2 separate regions of the Oryctolagus cuniculus genome follow, and region 1 is linked to region 2. A link is a contact called in public Micro-C data. All regions are on one chromosome and are shown on one strand. Each heading gives the region's core, a stretch centred on a gene start, on an enhancer-like site or on the middle of the called end of the contact. The rest is flanking DNA. Distances are from core to core; before and after follow the strand shown. Region 1 overlaps ANTXR1 (ANTXR cell adhesion molecule 1). Region 2 has its middle 85 kb from the start of GFPT1.

Region 1 (5,998 bases), core at 3,349-5,848, 290 kb before region 2:
AAATCCAGTAGAAAGCACTTTTTAAAAAACGTAACTTTTTAAATTTTAATTTTAAAAGGCAACAGGCAAAAGGACATTTTACCAGGGGCCAGGAACTTCTTTCTGTTTTTTATTTATGTTGGTATTCAGATGGAGCCTTGGTTGAATGTTCCTCCTATGAGGGTCCAGGTTTGGAGAGGGCCCGTCAGATCAGGCAGTAGTTGATAGAGTGGCTGACAAAGTGAACGGTTTGGTATATGGGTAAAAAGTGAAAACAAATAAGGCAAAAGTGTCTTGTTTTGTGATTCTGTCTGGGCCAGCCAAGTAATTACCTCTACTTTCCTTAGCTGTGAGACCTGGTAACACTCAGTGTCACGCTGAGAATAGAAGCCAGGAGTATCGAGAAGGGCGCCCGTCCCAAGATAACCTGTAATTATCTCCAAATGGTCAAAGACTCCTCATGGTCCTAGAACAAACTCTGGCATCCCTTGGGGAGGCTTGGCTGTCACATAAATGCAAATGGGATTTGCTTGATGCTAATTTAGAACGTGTGCCTATTTTGGGTGTGGGGCCAAGAGACTAGATCTGGCCTCTTCCTCCGATGACTCTGCAACAAAGGACAAAGAAAGCACTTGAGTATTTTCCTGACATGTTTTTCAGACGTGTCAGGTTCATGCTAGAAAGCAATTAGATGTCTTCTATTTGACTCAGCTGGCTCATTCATTTGGCAACAATATGTTCTCAGTTTTGATCAGAAGTGTGCACACCAGTGAAGGCACTGGTAACACAATGCTTATTGCAAGCTAGGTCCTGTCCCAGGAGGTGCAAGGAGTGCAGAAGTCTTACACTTGGCTTTGACATTCGAAGGACTCTGGGCAGCTGAGCCCAAGGCTCCAATGAGGATATGGGCAAGGGCCAGTAAAGTCCAGTTTAGATGGACAAGAAGACATGATGAGCAACAGTGGCTGAGCCTTTGCCACCTGCCAGACCCTATGGACAATGTCTTCCCTGTGCTCTCCTGCTTGGTCTCTGCAGTCCCCACAAGATCTGTGCAGCATGGTCGTTCACACAAGAGGAAACAGGTTTCCAGGCGCAGCCAAGGTCCCTCTAAGAGGTGAAACGAAGCCTCAAACCCAAGCCTCTCTGACTGACAGTCTACACGCAAAGAAGAAAGAATTTCTTTTTTTTTTTCCTTTTTTTATTTTTTGACAGGCAGAGTAGACAGTGAGAGAGAGAGAGACAGAGAGAAAGGTCTTCCTTTGCCGTTGGTTCACCCTCCAATGGCCGCTGCGGCCGGCGCACCACGCTGATCCGAAGCCAGGAGCCAGGTGTTTCTCCTGTTCTCCCATGGGGTGCAGGGCCCAAGCACTTGGGCCATCCTCCACTGCACTCCCGGGTCATAGCAGAGAGCTGGCCTGGAAGAGGAGCAACCGGGACAGAATCCGGCGCCCCAACCGGGACTAGAACCCGGTGTGCCGGCGCCGCAAGGCAGAGGATTAGCCTAGTGAGCCGCGGCGCCGGCCAAGAAGAAAGAATTTCAACATGCAGGGGAACATTGAATCCCTCAGAGTCGGTTAGGTTATGCTGTGGTAACAAAGAACCTCCCCAAATCTCAATGACACAAAACAACCAAGGCATACTCTTGAAACAGGCTATGTGTCGGATGGGGACAACCAGGGGTTTCTGTTCATGTTAATTCTGTGAGCCAGGCCGGTGGAGACGCCTTCTTGACACCTGCTTCCCCCAGCACAGCTGCAAGGGAAGGAAGAGGCTGCTGGCGGGTGCCGGGCTGGCAGTGAACTGCCCCGGCCAGCAGTGTCACACATCCTTCCACTCACCTCCGGTCGGCCTGAACAAGTCCCATGGCCTCACGCTTTGGAAAGGGGCTGAAGGAATGCAATCCTCTCATTGGAGAGGGCCCATCAGATAGGAGGAAAGGAAAACCAGACATGGGTGGCCAAGGCTTGCTTCTCTTGCAAACATAGAATTTTACACTCCTTTGGCCTGAGAAAGCTAGAAAGTAGCAGTCATTGAGATAGGGTGAAGAGGTAGGACTTCAGGAAAACGTCGCTTTTGAGCTCTGCTTTGGATTTATTCATCAGCCTGGCGTTATGACAAACACGCCATTGGCATCTGCCCATGCGGCGATGATGACTCCTGCTCTTCTAGGCCCTTCCGCACTCCCTATGCTTTAGATGAAACATGTGCTGTGGTGAACGGAGGATTACGTTAGATTCAGTGCAAAGGTGAAACGGAGGTTAGGTAGGTTTCCTTGGCCCCTAAGGGTTACATCAATGTATCTGAACAAAGAATCATTTTTTCCATAGCCTGTGGAGTATGCGGGAACGTGACCAGGCTGGGGAGATGGAGCAGGCCCTGGAAGCCTGCAGCAGCTGAGCCATCTACTGCAGCGGCTGATTCAGAGTCAGAATCAAGAGTGTCTGGGCGCCTACGGGTGTTCCTCGGTGGGGATGTTGTTAACATTTTCACTGGGACAGATTTTCATGTTGAGAATGTGTAGTTTTGTGACCTTTGCTTTCTAAAGGTATTTAACCTTCCTGGGCATTGTAACCAATATATAAAGGCCTCTGTATGTACTCCTGAATGCCTCCCTCCAGGGGTGATGGCACGGGTGGAGAACCCCGCAGAGCAGAGCAAGCCAAGGACACGGATTCTTAGCACCAAGGACTGGGAGTGAGCAGGAGGAGCCTTTTCTTGGGGAAGAGGTGACCAGAGGACGGGTGCCAATCGTAAACACTGGAGATGAAAGCGCTAGGCCGGTGGTTCTCAGCCATGGGCATGTGTATAAAAGCTTCCCAGGTGGTTTTGATGTGCGTCCCTCCCCGCAATACATCATGAGCCTGAACAGGAAGACAAGAAAAGTTGCCCCGCAATGATGGCCTTTCTCCTCTCTGGTGAGGCTGTGGGTGAGACAGCACACACCTCCCCGCGGGACGCCAAGCAGAGCTTTATTGTAGATGGTGTTGGATAAGCCCAGTATGGCATGGAGGATCACAGATAGGCCAAGCTCTGCGGGTCAGGATCACCAAGTCCTGCTGTGTGTGCAGAGTTTGGCAGCTGGGACCGTGTGCATATTCAACAAGCATGATAACCTCAGACAAATGACTTAGCCCCTCAGAACCTCGGTCTTCTCATTAATAACCTTGAAAGTCTCTGCCTCACAGAAGGGTTGTGAAGGTGCAATAAGATGAAGCCTTTAACAAGGCATCCTGTACATGGATGCCAGGTGGTAGATGGTGATAGTGGATAGGTGATCATGAGGGTAGTGGAAATTGCTCCCCAAAGAAGAGGATAGGGTCCTCTAACCCAAGGCACCTCCATAGATTCCGAGCAGGACTACCAGGCCAGGGTAAGCAATTTGTTTAGTTAGATATTTAGCACAGCATGCTAGATTTCTGGAATTACGAAATGCCAAAGACAGGTCCTGCTTCCCGGAGTTTATTAGAAGAGAAAGAGCTGATGCTGTAATTAACCTTGGTCTAGAAGAGAGAGCTTTAGGAAGCCTCGGAGAGCTAGTGACTTTGGGTCTTGAACTTGAAAGTTGAAGAGGATTTTGCCAAGTGGTAAAGTAGACAGAAGCACCACACAGAAAGCAAAGTGACATTGCAGTGTGGGGGTGACAAGGAAAGAGAATGGATTTTGTCCCATCAGCAATAGTTATTGGATTGAAGGTTTCTAAAGACAAAAGTGGCAAATTTATGTATGTTATAGAAATGCAGATATGAGAGTGCTTCAAAAAGTGTATGGGAAAATAGAACCAAAAGTAAGTTTATTTTGGTGCAAGAAATGCTGAGATCCACACACAGTTATTTCATAATACATATTTTTATGAATTTTTTGAAGACCCTTCATGGATTTCAAAACTTTTGCACCAAAATAAATGTATCCTTTAATTCCATTTTTCATGAACTCTTTGAAGGACCCGTATATATCACCTGTTCTTACAGTACAAAGGAGGTAAAAAAGAGTAAAAAATCGGGAGCTCTTTTGCATCGAGAAGCAACCAGGACTTGATGAGCATTTGGCTGTGAGCAAGTGGGAGAGAGAAGAGTTACCACAGGGAGACGTGGGTTTCAGTAGGGAAGAGGAGTTTGGTGTGGACGTGTTGAGTCTGAAAATGTGGGACATTTGGGTGGAGATGGTGAATGGGCGAGAGGATTGATTCCTTGGCACTGAAAAAAGATCAGAGTGCCATTAGCCTGAGGGAAGTCATTGAAAATGTGGGTATGGATAGTAAATAATATTGAGATAATATCAAGATCCTCTCCAGATTTTTAAAATGTCAAGAAGAGGTGGAGTTTGAGGAGAAAGGTGGCCAGGATCCAAGCCAGAGGAACTGCCAGTGGGGATCGTCTGAGCAAAAACAGACACTCCACTGAACAGAGCTGAGAAGCAGCAGGCAGGGCAGACCCAGCAGGGCTGAGGCAGGGAGGGACAGAGCAGCAGCAGAGGGGTGACCATCCATGTTTCCCCCGAACTCGCCCCTCCTCCATTTCCAGTCTTGGTGAGCAATCATGCAGTAAACCCTGCCCCCAATGCCAAGGATAGGGGCGGGCGCAGTCCTCCATCTCCCATGCAAGCCCTGAGGGCATCTGCTACTCACAGCTCCTGAATCCACCCTGCTCTGCTCTCTACTTTGTCCTAGCTCAGGCCTTCACCGCTTTATCCCAGTTCACGGAAACATTCTCTAACTTGGCTCTTTGCCGCCTTTCTTTACTCTCTCCCTGCCTTGTATTCTTGGACCAAATTGATTGTAGAACATGATCTAATCTTGACACCCTCTTTCCTAATCCCTGCCCCTTAGGCTTTAAACACTTTCAAAGCTCTCAGAATGATGTGTCAATTTCAATACATTAAAAAAAAAAAAGTAAAGGTAAAGTGTAAATGACTTAGCAGGTATTTAAGGCCCTCATTGCTCAGGCATTATGTATTTCCCAAGCTTCATCTCTGATCACGTCCCAAACCCTTGCGATTTCTGGCAGTTCCTTGTTCCGAATCTCCCCAGTCCATGGTAAGCACTGGAGCGGTCCATTATCAAGAGACGAGGGGAATGACCCTTGGTGTTTGCCCTCGAGAGTCACATCCAGTGACCTTTTCTTCTTCCCCTCATCCTCTAAGGCTCAGTGGTAAACACTCATGGGAACCTGTTGGAACAGAGCTTTCCCAACATTTTGATGGCAAAAGGATTATGATCAGAATTATAGTCATCTTGCCATCACTCCTTATATTTAAAAAAAAAAAAAAAGTAGGGGCCAGCACTGAGGTGTAGTTAGCTAAACCTCTACCTGCAGCACCAGCATCCCCTATAGGCACTGGTTTATATGCTGGCTGCTCTATTTCTGATCTAACACCCTGGTAATGTGCCTGGGAAAGCAGCAGCAGATGGCCAAAGTGCTTGGGTTCCTGCACCCATGTGGGTGACCCAGAGGAAGCTCCTGGCTCATGGCTTCAGACTGGCACACCCTTGGTCGTTGTAGCCATTTAGGGTGTGAACCAGCAGATGGAAGACCTTTCTGTCTCCTCTCTGTCTATAACTCTGCCTCTCAAATAAATAAATAAATAAAATCTTTTAAAAATATAAATGCCAGATTTACAGAAATTACCTAGCATCTAAGAGAAAAATAAAGAATCCTATCGACCGCTATACATGAATCATAATAATAAACAGTACAAGGTAAAAGGAAATACAAGATATCATTAGACAACAGTAAGCATAAATAAATATAGGATGTTAAAGATCACTGTTAATAGAGTAACCAAACATCCTGATTTTCCCAGGACAAGCCTGGCCTATATTTGTGTCTTAGTATAATTATTAATAGCTTCTTCTTCTGTACTCACAATCTTCTGTTTAGTCTTTAAATTATATGGTCATCCTGATGATTAATTGTCATAAAAGATGATGTCAGAGGAACACAAGGGGTGACGGTTGAAGACCAAACAGATGAAGCCTCTTGTCTGTTTTCTTCCATTACAATGGGAAATGGATTTAGCATTT
Region 2 (6,967 bases), core at 2,202-4,701:
CTGAACTGCACGGTCCACAGCCCCTGGGCACGCACAGTGCCCGGGTGCGCGAGCAGCGCCCGGAAGTGCGGGCAGCGCCCTGCAGCTCTTGTTGCCAGGCCCTAAGAGCCATCACACCTGGGAGGTGGCTACCAGGGACACCGTGCACGTCACCACCCTCCACTCGGCCAGGCTTCGGGACAGTCCCACTGGAAAGTCCAGCTGCGACTTGGGCCTTCAGATCAACATTGACCCAGCAGAAAGAACTGTGTCCCTTATCCCCGGGGCCACGCTCCACGCCCTGTCTAAGGCAGGGCGCTGGGGTGGGGCGCCAAGGCGAGGGCACTGGGCCGCTGGGATGGGCTTATGCTCGCGGGCGACTCCCGCCAGCCACGCATCCTGTCCCAGGACTGTGCCCCTCAGGCTGGGGTGTGTGTGGGGGGGGTCCAAGGCCAACACCTCATCAGCCCATCTGTGCCAGCATCTCGGATCCGCACAGCTCTGGGACCAGACCGCAAACAGGCCGCACCTCCAAGGCCACAGCGCCATCAGCCTGGCTCCCCTCTGCACCAGGACCCCCGCTCAAGGGGCAGGAAGCAGTGGGCCCAGGGCTCCCAAACCACCTCGGCACCAAGCGCTCGGCCTCACTCTGAGTCCCCGGGGAGGACATCCAGACCAAGGCAGGATCCCACTCGCCCCCAGCCTGGGCCGCGGGGCGGACGGCGCTTCCCTGCGAGACACCCCGACTCTCCCGGGCCCGCGATGTGCTGTGGACTGGGAACCGCTCCAGCCGTGCTGGCCTCAGCCATCTTCCTTGTGCCAGAAAGGAGGGGGAGCCAGAGAGAAAGGAGGTGAGGGGGGACACGGTTTAGAGGGAGGATGCTACAGAGAGGCTCGCTGGCTTGTCTCCCGGGAGCGGCGACCTGGAGCCCAGTTCCCCGAGTTCTGAACCGTCTGCAGCTCTGCTCCGTGTAGATCAGAAAGGGTGAGCGGGAGCCAGGCATGGCTTTGGGGATTTCGTGGGTGTGAATCCAGCACCCCGGGAACCCGCTCCCCGGGGGCTCCTCTGCACTGGGCCCAGATTTTCCGAACGGAAGCCACTTTCCGGTTCCGGTTAAGGAGGCAGAAATGGGGACCACAGGACCTCCCCCCAAGGAACGGGAAAGGACAGGGAGCCTGCAGCCCAGGTACAGGTGCGCTCTACGCGCCGACTCCCCCACCCCACCCCGGCTGGGAAGCAGGGTGACCGAACCTTGCAGGTAACCCTTTATCTCTATGTGCACAGCACTCCTGGGAATGCTCGGAGTCCTTGCGGGCAGGCGGCTGGTGTCCTGCCCCTGCGCCCGCCCTGCGGCTGGCCGGGAGAACTCGGCCGCCTGGAGCGCGGCTCCGAGCGCCCCCTTGTGGTCGCCGCGCTTCCCTGCAGCCTCGCCACTCCGGTTCGCGGTTATCCCTGCCACACCCCGAGGGTGCGGCGACAAAAGCTGCGGCAGAGGCCAAAGTCCCCCACCCCCACCCCAGGACCCCTCTTTCTAACGGCAAGGCGGGGGTGGCCACAGCAACTTCGCGCTGGGCTTGGCTGGCAGAGGTGATGGCCCGGCGGGCAGGAGGAGCTGCAAAGACACCACTGCCCCTGCCCTCCAGAGGGGACGCCCCGGGGCGGTTGCGTCCCCAGGGTCCAGAGAAGTGCCCGAAACGGCTATCCCAAGGAAGGGAGGTCGGACGAGGGGAGGGCAGGAAGCAGCCGCGATGCTCCCGGGAGTCCGTCGTGTCCTGCCCTGGACGGCGCCAGGCGCATTCTGGACACACCACAGCCCCAGCCTCCCGGGGCCATTCACGGCCCCATTCTTGCAGCCACGGTGCGCCCCGCAGAGAAAGAAAATAAAGAAGGGCAGAGGGCCGGCGGTGTGGCTACATCTCACGTCCTCTGCCCCCTGCTCCCGCGGGCCTGCATGTCCGGGGCGTACAGAGAGGCTAGGGAGGCACTGCCCCCTGGTGGCCGCTGCCTGTCACCGCAACTGCTGGAGCCTGGATCGCCTTCCCGCTCGGGGCATTAGAGCGACCACCTGCCCCCGTCCCCGCCCTACCACCCCGACGTGGTGGAGGGCACGAGGGGGGTCACAACACCACCACAAGACGGCTTTCTTTCTGGTTCAGCCCCGTCTGCACCACCGTGAACCCCAACAATTCCAAAACCTATTCGTTCAAAGAAATGGAAGGGGTCTGGACCGCCTTGTGACCCATTTTCTCTTGCAGGGGAGCTGAAGTAAGCCTTTCTCTGCCCCTCGCGGCGCCCTCAGTTCCGTGCCTTTGCCCCTTGCCCGGAGTGACTGGCGTGGGTCAGTTTGGGGCCCTCTGCAGGTGTCCCCTTTAAGCCCCAACCATCCTCTCTTGCAGTCTCATTGAATAGGTTAGAAGAGGAAATGGCAGCGGCTGAGGTCACCTGGGCCCCAGCCTGTCACCCTGGGGCCTCTCTGTGCCTTCCTTGGTCGCCTGTTAAAATCCCAGTGGCGGGGTTGGGGGAATTTGGAGTGTTGGCGGCGCGGGTGCCCCTGGAGAAGCCCAGGGCCGAGAGCGGACGTGGGGGCGTGCGCCTGGGCGAGTCCCCGGGCCCGAGCTAGGGGGCACCACGGGGTCTTCAGCTCTTGGTGCCCGAGGAGACCGCATGACAGGAGTGGAGACTCCCTCCCAGGCCAGGCTTCTCCCCGAACTCCGGGGCACTTCCTGACACGCCTGCGGCAGCCGGGGTGCTGGCAGAGAGGGGCCGCGGACAGCGTGGCTGCTCCTGGGGACAGCAGTGGACCTGCCCTGATGCCTTGGAGCGCGCATGGTGCCTGCCGGACCGCGGGAAGTGAGCACTGGGAGTGCTTGTGGTTGGGGGTTGGCCCTCGTGTTTTCCTGCGGACTGGAGCCCCCCACCCCCTCCCAGGGCAGTGATGACCCCCGCTGGGCTGCTCAGAGCTGGGAGTGGGGGTCTAAGGAGGCAGGCGCAGGGCGTTCAGCTAGGAGAGAAGCGCCAACAGCCTCGGGCGGGTTTGCTGCGGGTTCTGGTCACACTGTGGACAAACGCCTGAGTTCCTACCTCACACCCTAAATTCCCAACCCCCCTCAAAGGGCTGTGTCCCTGGAGACTGGCCGTGCGTAGTGCGGGATCCTCTGCAGATGGCTGCAGATGCGAGGACGGAAGCTGGACCCAGCGCTTCCTGAAGCCTTTGAAGCACCGGGATCCAACAGTCCGTGCCCTTCTGCACTTCGGGTCCAAGGAGCGGGCTTTTGTTCCTCCCCCCGAAACGGGTTCTTCTGCCCGGCGGGAGCCCGTGAAGACCTTGCAAACAAGCAGCCGTGGGCTAACGGGAGGCCCACGGCTGCAGCCAGGCAGTCCCGCGAGGGGACACGGGCAGGGCAGGCGGCGTGTGGGTTCCCGTAAGAGCTGAGCTCGAGGGCCTGTAGGCGCTAGGCGGTGCTGGCTGTGGGCCATGCGGGGACCCTCGGGAGCGAGAAAAGGCCGTGGCTCTTTGCACACCTGGCGCGCTCCCTGCTCGCCGTGCCGGGTAACGGGCGCCCTCCACCCGCGCGCACAGGGCACGAGCGCGCGGGGCGGGCCCGGCTGCCCAGGGTTATTAAATGTGAAGTGTGTTTGTCAGGAAAAACCCTTTGTTGACATCAACAGCCGACGCGCCTCCATGGGAACGCGCCTCGGTTTGCTCCGCGGCCCGCAGAAGCCTCGCAGCCAAATTCCCACCTCCTTTTTCACTGCCTGCCCACATTTTTTTCTTAAAAAAAAAAAAAAAAATCTCCGGCCAAAATTCCATGATCTGCCTGCTTGGTTTTTAGGCTCAGAAAATCAGTTTAAAATAACTGGGGAACCAGCTGAAACCCCTGCCCAAGCTTCTAAATGAAACTTTTCTCTTCTCTTCTCTTCTCTTCTCTTCTCTTCTCTTCTCTTCTCTTCTCTTCTCTTCTCTTCTCTTCTCTTCTCTTCTCTTCTCTTCTCTTCTCTTCTCTTCTCTTCTCTCTCTTCTCTTCTCTCTCTTCTCTTTTCTCTCTTCTCTTCTCTTCTCTTCTCTTCTCTTCTCTTCTCTTCTCTTCTCTTCTCTTCTCTTCTCTCTCCTCTTCTCTTCTCTTTCTCTTCTCTCTCTCTCTCTCTCGTTTTGTTTGCCAGACTACACTCTTCCTTCTTTGTGTGACCTCAGTTTCCTTGGGCCTTGCAAGCCCAGGGGACCGATGAGATGACGTCACCCACGACCGAGAGTAACCCCTGCCGGTTCGCTCCGGGTCCCCACCCCTACCCCCACCCCCAGCGCAGCTCGCCCAGGCGCCTGGCCTCCCGCGGGTGCTCCCGGCACAATCCCCCTGCCTCCCGCGGCGGTGACCGCCAGCCGCCCGGGGTCACCTCTGTGCTGTCCCTGGCACCGGCACTTGGTGGTGGGTGAGGCAGCCCAGGAGAAACCCTCACTTCCTTTTGTGTAGCCCCGCGGGACTTGTCCCAAACCGGGCAACAGCATTTTCAGAATTTTAGAATGTATTCACATGCCCCTGCCTGCCAAAGAGCCCAGCCGGGGGTCCAGGGATCCAAGTGGGGCCACGTGCCTCTTCTCAGGACTGCGCGCCCCCTGCAGCTAAGGAACCGCTCATCCTGTGTGCCTAGGGAGTGTCCTGCGGCGCCCATCTGTCCCCACTCAGCCCCAAGCGGGATCCCCGGTGCGTCCGAGAGAGAGACCACCAGGAGTGCAGCAGCGACAGCCTGAGGCAGCCCAGGAGGCACGCGCTAGGGATGGGACCGCTGCACTCCAAGGGAAAAGTCAATTGCCATCAGATGATTTTCCGACAGCTTCTCCCCCTTCTTCGTATTTGCCGCATCGCATTCGCATTCCGGTTTTCAAAAGGACAGGCGCATTAATAACAGAAAGAAAAAAAAGCGAAAAGGACTGGGATGGCGAACTTTCTTTCATGTGGCTGAGCGTCAAGTCTGGCGTTGACCTGAAGCGCTCCCGGAGACCCGCGTGAACAGCAGAGCCAGACCCCACAGACGCAGCGATGGCGCAACGGCACAAGGAACCTTGTTTATGAAGCTGATTCCCATTTCGGCTTTCTGTGTGTTTCCTAATTGCCTAGCTAGAGTTTCGTGTACGTTTTCAAGTTTCTAATTTAGAAGACAGTAAGTAATGCCTGCTTTAGACCGCTCACCCACATTTCTGATGAGCTATACCCTCGGCATGTAACATACATCAGAGAGCTGAAAGGCAGGGGTCGGGTAGTGGTGACGACGCCCACACCCCACACGGCAGTACCTGGATTCCAGCCCCACCTCCAGCTCCTGATTCCAGCTGCCTGCTAGTCAGGCCCTGGGAGGTGAGGCTTCAATACACACATTCCCAACTCAACCCAGGGCCCGCAGAAACCAGAAACAACTTATAGAAAAGGGCAAACTGGCTGATTGGGGTGTGTGTGTGTGTGTGTGTGTGTGTTCGATCCTGACACTGCAGGGAGCCCTCTGCACCAATTGGGGGCAGCCATAGCCTAAGGCAGACTCTGCCATCCTTGCGTTCTGCAGAGGGTTGTACAGCAATTACAGGCCAGGTGCTTTCACTCGTATTATTTCACTGGCATCCACATTTGCAGGGGCATAAGGTGCTCCCTCCCATGCCACGGTTCAAGCAGACTTAACTTCACTGATCCATGTACCAGATAGATGGCTCCAGACCATTTCAACATTTTCCCCTCCAGGAAGACAAAATCATGGCTCTTGCACACTCTTGCTCAAGACTGCACAGCTGGGGGCCGGCCCTGTGGCCTAGTAGGCTAAGCCTCTGCCTGCAGCAACGGCAACCCATGTGTGTGCCAGTTAGAGACCCCGGCTGCTCCACTTCCATTCCAGCTCCCTGCTTATGGCCTGGGAAAGCAGTGAAGATGGCCCAAGTCCTTGGGCCCCTGTACTCACGTGGGAGACCAGGAAGAAGCTCCTGGCTCCTAGTTTCAGATGAGCCCACCTCTAGCCGTTGCAGCCATTTGGGGAGTGAACCTCTCTCTGTATCTCTCCTTGTCTATAACTCTGCCTCTCAAATAAATAAATAAAAAGATTGCACAGCAGAACCCCCCCAAAAAAGCACTGAGACCTAAAGAAAGTGCTTCTCAAGGAGTATTTCCGCCACCTTTATCCAGATTATTTTTAATCATTATCAAAAAGGCAATTCAAGGACCACAATCCCACCCGAAGAATCATAATCTCCTTTGCCGTCCAAAGGACCTTCACTTTGTAACTGTCTCCTTGGGTACATTACAATTTTTTAAGACTTCATGTATTTGCTTGAGAGAGAGAGTTATAGACAGAGAGAGGTAGAGAAAGAAAGAGGTCTTCCATCTGCTGGCTCATTGCCCAAATGGCCAGCGCTAGGCCAACCTGAAGCCAGGAGCTTCTTCCAGGTCTCCCACACAGGCGCATGGGCCCAACTACTTGGGCCATCTTCCACTGCTTTCCCAGGCCACAGCAGAGTGCTGGATTGGAAGAGGTGCAATATGGGATGCTGGTGCTGCAGGTGGAGGCTTAGCCTACTAGGCACATTACAATTTGAAAGCTACTTCGCCAAGACCTAAAAGGAAACTAAGGCAGAACTCCTCAGGATTTTCCTTAAGATTGTACTCTGCTGGGAAATGGTGATGACCAAGGGAGGCAGTGGTGATGGCTCAAGTACTTGAGTCCCTGCCACCCACGTGGGGATCTGGATCAAGTTCTCAGTCCCTGCTGTTGCTGGCAATTGGGGAGTGAACCAATGGGTGGGAAAATCCACAACTAGGAACAACAGAGCGAAGCTTCAGGTCACCAGAACCCAGAAAAGGATCCTAAAGGCACCACGAAGGATTGGCAGATTGCTTCTAAGGAGCAACAGTCAGTCTGACATCTCCGCAGCGACATGGAAGCCAGGAGGTAATACGCTAAAACGAAAATAGCTGCCCACAGGATTCTATGCCCAGAAAAATAAAGACATAT

The links. A called contact is a pair of places that touch in the nucleus more often than the background predicts.
Region 1: a Micro-C map of ear pinna shows a contact between it and region 2, with 6 times the contacts expected there. The contact joins two enhancer-like sites. A contact is called at or near these places in 3 of 6 Hi-C or Micro-C datasets (ear pinna, psoas muscle and an unstated tissue).

The regions. Positions count from the first base shown.
Region 1 is chr2:133,644,936-133,650,933 of mOryCun1.1, reverse strand. The region is part of intron 1 of ANTXR1 (ANTXR cell adhesion molecule 1); the gene reads left to right. Among named protein-coding and RNA genes, the nearest start is that of ANTXR1, 9.0 kb to the left of the region's middle. Within about 2 kb of position 4,598, at least 1 of the 8 cell types and tissues checked has an H3K27ac peak or open chromatin away from gene starts, as enhancers often do. A contact at or near this core is called in ear pinna, where this site is marked.
Region 2 is chr2:133,357,570-133,364,536 of mOryCun1.1, reverse strand. No RefSeq gene overlaps it. Among named protein-coding and RNA genes, the nearest start is that of GFPT1, 85 kb to the right of the region's middle. Within about 2 kb of position 3,451, at least 5 of the 8 cell types and tissues checked have an H3K27ac peak or open chromatin away from gene starts, as enhancers often do. A contact at or near this core is called in ear pinna, where this site is marked.